3 separate regions of the Mus musculus genome follow, and regions 2 and 3 are each linked to region 1. Evidence: chromatin contacts called from public promoter capture Hi-C data. All regions are on one chromosome and are shown on one strand. Each heading gives the region's core, a stretch centred on a gene start, on an enhancer-like site or on the middle of the called end of the contact. The rest is flanking DNA. Distances are from core to core; before and after follow the strand shown. Region 1 holds the start of Rpl14 (ribosomal protein L14). Region 2 holds the start of Vipr1 (vasoactive intestinal peptide receptor 1). Region 3 overlaps Vipr1 (vasoactive intestinal peptide receptor 1).

What was found. Promoter capture Hi-C pulls out the DNA fragments that hold promoters and counts their contacts. Capture Hi-C pulls out chosen DNA fragments and counts their contacts.
Region 2: a contact with region 1 is called in a promoter capture Hi-C map of adipose tissue, with 3 times the contacts expected there. The contact joins the promoter of Vipr1 here to the promoter of Rpl14 in region 1. A contact is called at or near these places in 4 of 39 promoter capture datasets (embryonic stem cells, hippocampal neurons and liver), 5 of 115 datasets of contacts at active chromatin or transcription factors (astrocytes, embryonic hindbrain, embryonic stem cells and 2 more) and 2 of 9 other capture datasets (adipose tissue and pancreatic islet).
Region 3: a contact with region 1 is called in a promoter capture Hi-C map of hippocampal neurons, with 3 times the contacts expected there. The contact joins the enhancer-like site here to the promoter of Rpl14 in region 1. A contact is called at or near these places in 9 of 39 promoter capture datasets (the 3T3-L1 cell line, the C10 cell line, embryonic stem cells and 3 more) and 4 of 115 datasets of contacts at active chromatin or transcription factors (astrocytes, embryonic stem cells, epiblast stem cells and 1 more).

The regions. Positions count from the first base shown.
Region 1 is chr9:120,569,787-120,573,122 of GRCm38.p6, forward strand. Rpl14 (ribosomal protein L14) reads left to right here and starts at 1,731. Exons shown (of 6, transcript NM_025974.2): 1 at 1,731-1,755; 2 at 2,310-2,411; 3 at 2,982-3,076. The coding sequence starts at 1,753.
Region 2 is chr9:121,640,944-121,644,586 of GRCm38.p6, forward strand. Vipr1 (vasoactive intestinal peptide receptor 1) reads left to right here and starts at 1,773. Exons shown (of 13, transcript NM_011703.4): 1 at 1,773-1,983. The coding sequence starts at 1,906. It also overlaps a transcript of Lyzl4 not described here.
Region 3 is chr9:121,665,879-121,669,221 of GRCm38.p6, forward strand. It overlaps Vipr1 (vasoactive intestinal peptide receptor 1), which reads left to right. Exons shown (of 13, transcript NM_011703.4): 10 at 1-22; 11 at 2,556-2,685; 12 at 2,881-2,922. Among named protein-coding and RNA genes, the nearest start is that of Vipr1, 25 kb to the left of the region's middle. Within about 2 kb of position 1,278, at least 27 of the 459 cell types and tissues checked have an H3K27ac peak or open chromatin away from gene starts, as enhancers often do. A contact at or near this core is called in hippocampal neurons and pre-B cells, where this site is marked.

The DNA of each region.
Region 1 (3,336 bases), core at 481-2,980:
TCATTTTGGTAGTTTGGGGTTTGAATCCTGGTTCCCACGTGCCCCAGGAAAACTCTTCCCTGCTCTGCCACACTCCCGAGTCCACTGCTGGTTGGTTCCTGTCTCATCCCCCAAGCTCCCGGCAGTGAAGCTTTCCAGGACCGAGCTCTCCAGGACCCGCCGGCCGAGTGCATGAGTTGCAGGTGGCAAGGATTCTCCGTCCCTCTTGTCTGGAACATCTTTTCACTGAGCTCTCGGCATCTGTCCTGACTGAGAGCTTTTCCTTGGGATTCCTCACTCAGTACCGCTTCACTCTTCAGCAAAAGCAGACTCGTTAGGATGAGGAATTTATTGAGAGAGGCTGGCAGCTCATAATCTTCTGTTAACTCCTGTTCCAGAGGATGTGATGCCCTCTCCTGGCCTCTGCAGGTACTAAGTTTGTTTGCGCTTGGTGCTCACAAACACCCATACACATAAAATAAAATAAAATAAAATAAAATAAAATAAAATAAAATGTCTGAAATGGGGTTCGTTCAGAGCCACAGAGATGACTAGCAGTTGAATGCTTTCTTGAGTTCTGTTTCCAGCTCATTCATAGCTCTAGCTTTAATGGCCTCCAAGGGGACTATTCCTCCACACACATAAAAGAGTATGTAAAGTGCTTAATGTTGTAAAGGCCTGAATTTGGATCCCCATCACACACATGAAGAGTTAGGAAGAGTTAGGATCGATGGCCTGCAGTGGTCATCCTGGGGAGGTAGAGACAAGTGTGCCCCTGGGGCTCAGTGACCAGCATGCCTATCTGAACTGGCAAACTCTGGGTTCAGTGAGAGGCTGTCTCATAAAGACCGGAAGAAGAGTGACTGAGGAAGGCACCCAGTGTGCTCCTTTGCTCTTGTTTACTTGACACAGCTAGGGTCCTCTGGGAGGAGGGAGCCCCACTTGGAGGAATGCCTCCATAAGAGGCATATCTGTGAAATATATTCCCTTTCCCCCGCCCGCCTCCCCCCACCCCCCGGCCTATTTATTATATGTAAGTACACTGTAGCTGTCTTCAGACACCCCAGAAGAGGGCGTCAGATCTCACTACAGATGGTTGTGAGCCACCATATGATTGTTGGGATTTGAACTCAGGACCTCTGGAAGCGCAGTCAGTGCTCTTAACAGCTGAGTCATCTCTCCAGCCCTGTGTCTTTGGACTTTTAAGACAATGTCTCAGTATGTCTCCTTGGTAGGGGAAGCGGCCTTAAATCCAGATTTGCTTCCGCCTCTGCCTCCCGAGGGCTGGGATTAAGGGCGAGCGCCAGCACCCTCGGCTGTGTCTTAATTATATCCTGTGTATACAGAAGAAAAGGGAAGTGGGCTGGGGACAGACAGTTCATCCTATGAGTCCTTCCTATCCCTAAAGTTCTCAGGAGTGACCGCCCTGTCATGCCAACATTTGGGAGACTGAGGCAGGAGCATTGCTGCGAGCGAGCCTGCTTGGATTATACAGTGTGGAAGGCCTACACTAAAAGGCCTTGTCCCCAAAATCCCAAACCCAAACAAAATAGAAAGGAGAAATTACAACGCCAAGCTCACTGCACGTGTCTGAGGAGAAGCAGTCCATAGAGAGCCGGAACCGCCATGTCATAACCCAGTGAGCATGCGTAAAAGCACGCACGTTTCCCCGTCGACCAATCGGTGGGCACGCTGGACGTCGGGGGCGGGGCTTCTGCCGACACATGCGCACGGCAGGGCGGGCCCTCTCTCTTCTCGCTGAGCGCCGCCAACATGGTGAGTGTGTGTGCCGAGAGCTCCGAGTGCGGCCGTCGCGACGCCCGTCTTCTGCCCCGGGCGGGGGAGCCCCGGCGTGGAGTGGCTCTGCGCGACCCGGCCAGCGCGTGGGGAGGCAGCGGGGCGTGGAACCCAGCCCGCAGGGAGCGCGGCTCGCGTGGACCGCACTACCGGGGCCACGCGTGCGCAGTGGCGGGAGTGGCTGGGCCTGAGGTCCGGGGATGGCGGCGCTGCTGCGGCCTCGGACCTGCCCGGCGGCCTGGCTCCTCATGAGCTCCCTTCAGTTCTTTTTCTCCGGAAAAAGCGAACCGGGGAGTGGTTCAGTGGATTGAACGATGAATTAATTGTATGAGAACTAAAGGAGTATCAAACATGGGTAAGAGCGGATCCAGGGAGCTCGTGTGCTGGGAAAGTGGCCACGGGATACTTGAAGTTAAAAAATGCTGGCTACTAAGTTCAAACTCGTCTCCCAGGGCGGCCCCGAGCCCTGTGTTGCCGGTAAGCAGCGGACTTGGAATATTTAAAGCCAACCCTTGTTTCTTTTCCTGTTTTAGGTGTTCAGGCGTTACGTGGAGGTTGGCCGGGTGGCCTACATTTCCTTCGGGCCCCATGCTGGAAAGCTGGTCGCAATTGTAGATGTCATTGATCAGAACAGGGTACGTGTGGGACGGAGTATTTTACAATCTTTATTTAACGTGGCCGTAAGATCGACAGCACCGTAGATGTTACTCAGGGTAGCTAGAGTGGTCCTTGGGTGGAGTTCTTTAGATTACAGGTTTACCATTGAGGAAACACTGGCCACGGAGTTTGAAGCACTGGGTAGAGTTAGCTCATCTTACAGCACTAATTCACCGGGTAAACGAGGCAGGCAAATGCAGGTGAGTTTAAATGAGGTAACTGAGAAGACTTCAGTGAGCTGGAGGTGCGGCTCTGTTGGTAGAGTGCTTGCTAGAGTCCCTGGATTCTAAAGATAGATGTGGCTCCTGCTACCTCAGGCTCTGGGAGGATAAGGTAGGAGAAGCAGGAGTTTGCCACTAGCCTGGGCTGCTTGACCTTGTCTGAAAATACCACAGTGGAGGCTTTTAGGATACTGGGTTCACAAACGTGCATTTTCTTCATTTGAATGGTAATGTACATTTCGTCCAGAAAGGGCTAGAAATTACGTAGAGGTTACAGCCATCTTGAACTTTAGATGCCTGTCTGAGGTCCTTGATTTTGTATCCTAGGCTTTAGTGGATGGACCCTGTACTCGGGTGAGGAGGCAGGCCATGCCCTTCAAATGCATGCAGCTCACTGACTTCATCCTCAAGTTCCCACACAGGTAACACCTTGTTCTAAGTTGCTTTTCAGTTTGGTGCCACAGTCTATATATACACGGATAATACAGATGGTTTGGAGCCAACCAAGGAAAGGGGCCTATATCTAACAAACAGACTTACTGACTTAAAATTGCCCAGGTCGTTTTGCCATTATGAAGTTCCTGTTTGGGTCCCGTGTCTCCCCCCCCCCCACACACACACACACACAATAAGTTCCGTGAAAATGTCTGCTCTCATATATCCAAATTGGCCCCAAATTTGC
Region 2 (3,643 bases), core at 523-3,022, 1.1 Mb after region 1:
AGTCTGGCTTCCCACTTCCTTCCCGGTACCCAAAACCCTCCATCCACCCCCACCCCCATGCCCAGATCTCTGTCCACAGAGAACACGGAAATGCTAACAGGACCATGAGGTGAAGCACCGTAGCATTTTGCTCAGGCTGGTCTGAAATCCACAGGAATCCTCCTCCCGAAGCATACAGAGCAGTGGGATCACAGGCACGTGCCACCCCGCCCCATATCAGCATTCTGCAGCTGCCTAGGTGACATATGGGGGTGGGCAGGGTTGAGAGCCAAAGCTCACATCTGGGACTTGAGCATACCACCTCAAGAGCTGGTAAGACCTCACTGCCCGGTTAAGAGGCCTAAGGCCTAAGAGGAGTGTGCCCATGGTCACAAGCGAGGCAAACCCCTATTCCTGCTCACAGTGACTCCCGAAATCCTAGCCCTGAAGCACTGAATGGCAACTACTAAACAGCTCCCTCTTCTGACACCCCATAACTGGAGAAAGGCCTGTGACAACTAGCCCATTCTCTATCCGGAAGCAGAAATTGCAGGGAGTGCCTCTTACCTCCTATGCCCTGGTGCGTAGTAGAGGCCTGGCTCAGGCTCAGGCTCAGGCTCAGGGGGAGAGAGAACAAGGGAAGTGCGGTAGACTAGGAAGGAGAGGAAGGAGGAAGGCCAGGGGTTTGCTTCCAGACTTTTCTGTAACCGACCTCAAGGCCACGCCCACAGCGTTAGTTTCCCACGTTGCAGGTTGGGAAGGCTGGAGAATCCTCGGGAAATTCCCGCGCTCCTGCTGGCCAGAAAGCGCCCGGAGAGCGACTTCCTTCAAATGGATCGCACACCCTACTTCGCGCAGGGACACGCGGCCCTCTGCAACTCCGCCCCTCCTCCCACCTTCTATCCCACCGCGCCATCAGCCCCCCACATCACCTTCTCACCATGATCACTCGAGCTCTTGGAAAGTCATCTGCACGGGTTCCCTAAGACGTAGCGCGAAGGGCTCTGAGTCGGTAACCCCGCGCCCCACGCTAGCACCGAATAATCCGAGCCCTAAAGACAAGCTTCGGAGGGAGAGCAGCCTCAGATCACCCGCTACCGGCCCGCCCGATCTTGGAGACACAGCGCGGGACACTGGCACCCTGATCCTAGTCCCTGGGGACTCCGGGAAGACCGGTCTGTGGGCAGCCTGGGCCCAAGAAAGGGTACAGGCTTTGGTCCCCGCGCGGGGGCGCTGGAACATTGACTTCTCGTCCCTCACGAGCTGCGCCGGCCAAGTCGTGTCCAGCTCTGAGTGCACCCTGCCCTGGGCGGCCAAGAGGAACCCCCAGTTGGGACTCCCCGACCCCGGCTGCGCCCCCTCGGCTTCTCCCTTGTCGCAGATGGTTCCAACAGCGTGATCCGCTGGACCCCATCGGAGGCCAGCCTTCAGCCCTGGAAAGCTGTGGCCCTTCTAGTCCAAGAATTTGGGCTGCAAGCCGACGTGGAAACCGGGGAGCCGGCAGCTAAACTCCCTGGAGCCGAAGACTGGAGGAGCTCACTGCCAGGGGCCGAGGGCGCAGCCGGGGTTGAGAGAGAAAGGTGCGGGCGCGGGGAACACTGGGCGGTGTTGAGCCCAGCGTCCCCGCATCGGAGAGCCGAGAGGATGCTCGCTAGCTAGCAGCTCCCGACGACGCGCACCTCTAGCGGGACTCTGTGCTCACGCCCCCGGGGGCCCCGGCTCCGCCCCCTACCTGCGCCGAGGTACCGCCTCCGCCGTGCCATTGGCTAACCCCGCCGCCCGTCAGACGAGCCCCCGCCGCCCTCCCCTAGCCTGGAGCTGTGCCTCATAGCGCCCGGGCCGCTGGCCCGCGCCACTCTCCCGCGCTGCGTTAGCCACAGACCCCGTAGGCGCTCTCGGCTGCCTGCCGCGGGCTCAGGGCGGACCATGCGCCCTCCGAGCCTACCGCCTGCCCGCTGGCTCTGCGTGCTGGCAGGAGCCCTCGCCTGCGCCCTCGGACCCGCGGTGAGTGTGTGCCCCTCCACCCAGATCCCACGGATGGGGGAACTGCGGGGGCAGCGTATCCGGGACCATCTGGCCATCGGGGGGCAGCAGGAGCGCGGTTCTCGTCTTCTCTCTTCTGTAGCCCAGAGGCGTGGGAGCTCGGTAGCGGCGGGTCCCTCTTAGCTCATCTTAGAGCGCTCACCGCGAAGTGATCCCAATCAGCGATGAAGAGGTTGGGGGCGAGAGGGAGCCCCAGACTTGCCTTGCGATGAGTGCCTGTGGGGGTACGTGGGGAGGAGAACTGTGGGTGGCACGATCGAGTGAGATGGGAGATCCTGTAGACTGTCGGGTGGGAAGGAGGCTGTGTCTGGAAGCCTCTCTGGGTATTTTGAGAACTTGTGCGATGAAGACAGCACAGCATCAGACCTTAGTGCCTGTACCCTGGGGAGGGGTCCTTGGGATCTGGTGAGAATTTCATTCTGTGCTCTTTATCCTCTAACTATAGGCTGATGGTGGGCAGGTAAAAGCATGTATTGGGAAAAGCAGGGGGGCTTGCTCTACCTTAGACCTCGGCTTCCTCCCACACAGACATGTGTGTGGGTGTGCTCCTGTGGCTGTGACAGACTCACCAGGGTCATGGGGCAGACACCTGGTCACCTCCTCTGAGACTAAGAAAGACCTCAAGACTCAGAGACCCCCTAAACCCATTTTACAGAAGGGCAAAATGAGGCCACAGGAGCCACACCTGTCCCTGCCAGCCACACTTGGACAGAGGTGATCTTCCCTTCCCTTGCTCTAGGTCTGTGGAGCTGTTGCTTCAAGATTGTCTTTTCCTTAGTGGATTCTGGTCTGGAACAAGTGGGCTGCCTGGAGGAAGTGGGGAATCTTGGTCGGTCACCTTAGTGCAGTCTATCCCGTGGTCCCTCCCTAATCACAACCTTTCCCAGGGCAGGGATCAGGACATGAATCTGTTTCCTCCTAGCTGGTGTCTGGCACACCCTGCTCTGGAAAATCTCACCACCCCCCCAACCCCTTCCGGAGAAGGTGCTGCTCTCTGAGAATTGGACAGTGTTGCCCCCTTCCTCCTGTTTACAGCCCCTCCCCACACTCCAAGCTTCATCAGACTCTGGCCCTCAGTGTCACAGACCACACTAGCAGCCCTCCAACTTCCCCAACTCTGTGTCCTGGCTACTCCATTTTGGATAAGCCAGGGGTTTTTGGACCACTGGAGGCCTCTGGCCCCAGGTACCATCCATCTAGAAACAGATTGAGCCCAGTCCCTCCAATTCCATCTTCCTACTTCTTATTTGGAGGTGCCAACTCTAGCTCCTCCTCCAGGGAGCCTTCCCTGGTTGCCTCTGATCTTTCCACTCCAACCCCATCTTCAGTTCCACTAGCCTCCCAGCCTCGGCTGCCCTCTTGGTCCACAAAATGAGGGGAAGGGACTTAGCCTGGACTGGAGGGGGACCCCAGCCCCTGCTCTCCTCTCCCTGGAATGGAGGGGGACCCCAGCCCCTGCTCTTCTCTCCCTGGACTGGAGGGGGATCCCAGCCCCTGCTCTTCTCTCCCTGGACTGGAGGGGACCCCAGCCCCTGCTCTTCTCTCTCTGGACTGGAGGGGACCCCAGCCCCTGCTCTCCTCTCTCTGGACTGGAGGGGGACCCCAGCCCCTGCTCTCCTCT
Region 3 (3,343 bases), core at 28-2,527, 1.1 Mb after region 1:
AGAATGATAGCAGCCCATACTCGTGAGTGTGGGCCCAGCAGCCCAGCTCCAAGCTTCCACCCCGGGTCCTCAGATCACTGCCCTACACATGACCTCACACGCCTACAAGTACCCAGAGCCAGACATTACTCTTCCCCATGGCCAGGCTCAGCATCCCCTGCCCATCATCACCAAGCCCTCCACACCTACATCTGCTCTCCTGATGCTCAATGTCCTTCAGGTTCACACTGCTGCCCTAGGGAGCTTGAAGGGAGTGGAAACCCTGTGCCTGCCTCACACACTGTGCAGTCTGACCTATGCCTGGCAGAGAAGGGAATACAACAGATGCCCAGCAGGAGATGTCCTGGGAGACCCCATTCCACATCGAGGCAACCACATTCAGTATTCCCCACTGATAGCTATCACATCCTTACAGAGATCAGGCACAGGCTGAGAGGTCTCCATGCCTCTGCCCGTGTCACACTCGGGATCCGCAGTAAAATGTTCCCAGCTGTACAAAAGACAGATATGAACTTCCTCAGCCTCCAAAGTTGGAGCACACCACTATGGGCAGGAAGAGAGGAGGCATTTTCTTTCCTTGATGCTGTGACAAAATGCCTGACAGGCAATTTAAGGAAGCAATTAGAAACCGTGCTTTAGCTTCTAGCTCAAGGGCACCACTCGTCAAGGCAGAGACTCGGCTGTAAAGCTTAAGGCAGCCAGTCATCCTGCATCCGATCTGAAAGTGAGAGACGAACACCAGCACTCAGCTCACTTTCTCCTTTCTATTCAGTCTGAGACCCCAGCCCACGGGACGGTGCCACCGATAGTCAGGGTGGGTCTTCCCACCTCAACACCATCCAGAAATCCCCTCTCAGATATGCCCAGAGGTTTGTCTCCTCCGTGATTCTAAGTCCTGCTGGTAATTGATATTAATCATTGCAAGGGCCGTAATTCACTGCTTGAAAAGAGGAGGGGCACTGGGAAGGCCAGCAAGTTTCTATGGAAATCAGAGCTTGCAGGCACGTGAAGGAAACATAAAACATGACCGGGGCACCCTTGCAAAGGCCCGAAGAACCTTTACACTCACAGTGGCAATGGAGAACAGACCCACCATGCAGGCCACCCCACAAGGGCCATCCAGTCCTGGGATCCTAGATGTTCTTAACCTGGCCTCCGTTAGGGGAATCTCAGCTGTGGTTGGAAGATTTCCCACTGGAGGAGTCACGAGCTGCTGGATTTGGGATTCTGTTCTGGAGCCCTGTGACGGTCGGGCCTGAGGCTGACGCTTCCTCCCATTCCTGGTGTGACAGCATTCTGTCCCTAGCAGGCTGCATGGGCAGGACAACCCTCTCTTTCCCAGAAGGAGACGTGCGTGCGGGGCTTGCCCACTGCCGGGAGGCAGCACTCCTGTCCCACACGCGCACACGGGTGTCCTTTACCTCAGCGACCTTGTTTCCCAGAAGTCCAGCTGCAACGGGCTAGAATCTGGGGGACAGAACCCAAACTGGTCGTGGCCAGGTCTGTGTGGGTGAGATGGAAAGGAACAGCTGTCGCAGACAGAAGGGGGAGCTGGAGCTGGCAATCCCCAAGGAGGGGCTGTCAGTTCCCACTCTCAATTTAAAGAAAGCCTCCATCTGTCAGACTCTGAGTATGGGATGGGTTCATGGCCAAAGAGGTGTGGCTGGGAGCCAGGCCCAAGAAGGAGGGAAGGTCTAGGTTGCATCTGCATGGGGTGGGATCTCAGAACCAAGGCAGGAGAGGCAGGGGCAAATGTGTTTCTATCCCACCCACATCCACCCTGACCTATTTTCTGCCAGGGAATTAGGAAACTGTGGCCCTTACCGCCTGGACCAGCTGTGAGGTCTGCTGAGTATACACAGTAGAGGGCCTTAGCAGTAGATAGAGGGAGTGCTGGCCCCGCTGGCACCAGGGCAGAGGGAAGACAAGCTGGCCTTTTGGAGCAGGACTCTGCACTGCTAGAGATGCGGGAGGGAAGCGGTCTCAGGGAAAGAGGCAACCCCTAGAGACAGGGCCACAGAGGAAGAGCAGGAGCCACAAGTGTGCACACACTAACTAATGAGCAGGCCTAACAGCGAGTGCTCCTCACCCTCCTGCACACCGGGCACATGTGGCCAGCCCTGGAGCTGGGAAGGCTCCATTCCTAGGAGCTAGTGTCCTTGGAGACACCCACAGCACTTCCGAGGAGACAGCATCCCCGAAGCGTGACATCGCCTCACTCTTCAGCTGGGGACACAGACCAGAGGGGGGGGGGACCGACCGGGAAGTCTTGCCTCCTGAGTCTTACGTAACACATCATACTTGGTGGCCTTCCTCCAGAAGGGGGAGAAAGAAGGGAGTTTAATTCTCTCGTGTGCTTTCCCCAGGCAAGGAGGTAGGGGGACAGGAGAGCGGTATCACTGACAGACAGGGGACAGGATAGAGTGGGCATGCCGTGGGGATGGGGCAGCCACTGTTCATCCTCACAGGGTCTGGTCACTATTGCATTTGGTATACCCACACCCATCTCCCCATGTGGCTATACATACCCACACCCTACCTCTCCCTGTCCCCAGGAGGCTGGCCAAGTCCACACTTCTGCTCATCCCTCTGTTTGGAGTTCACTATGTCATGTTTGCCTTCTTCCCCGACAACTTTAAGGCCCAGGTGAAAATGGTCTTTGAACTCGTCGTAGGGTCTTTCCAGGTATGAACGTGGGCCTGAGGAATTCACCTCAGCTGCCGTGGGCCCCAGATTCCAGTCATAAGTTCTGGATAAGCACCCCCATTGTGCTCAGTGCTTTCCTTAAGCAGGGGTGAAGGGGCTGTGGGGAAGTGGGGTGGGGTGGGTGGGGCTGGGAGTGCCTGCAGTCCTTTTGCCTCACCTCCTCTTCCTCCTCAGGGTTTTGTGGTGGCCATCCTCTACTGCTTCCTCAATGGCGAGGTGAGTGCCTCCCACATCCTGGTGGGCAGGCTCAGGGTCTACAAACCTCGATGGGATCCTGGAGAGCAAGGGCAGTTAAAAGCTTGCCTCTCTCCAGGGTGGTTCTCAGATTGCAGCGCCCTAGTTGCCTACAGTCTCATTTAAAATGAACCTTGATTGACCCTAGGACCTGAGGACTTAAAGCCTGCACTTTTACAAGCCCTGGGTGGGTTTTAGAGCGGGGATACTGTGCGTATCAGAGGTGAAGAATACTTACAGCTAAATGGGTGTGGGTTATTTGGGAATAAGACATCGAGGGAAGGTGCAGTTACTGCCACAAACAAGTGCGTGCCTGGATGAAAAATTGGGGTACACTCCACAGGCAGCACCCCTCTGCCTCCCTATACTGCATTTTGTGACTTTCTGCATCCCATCTTCCCTC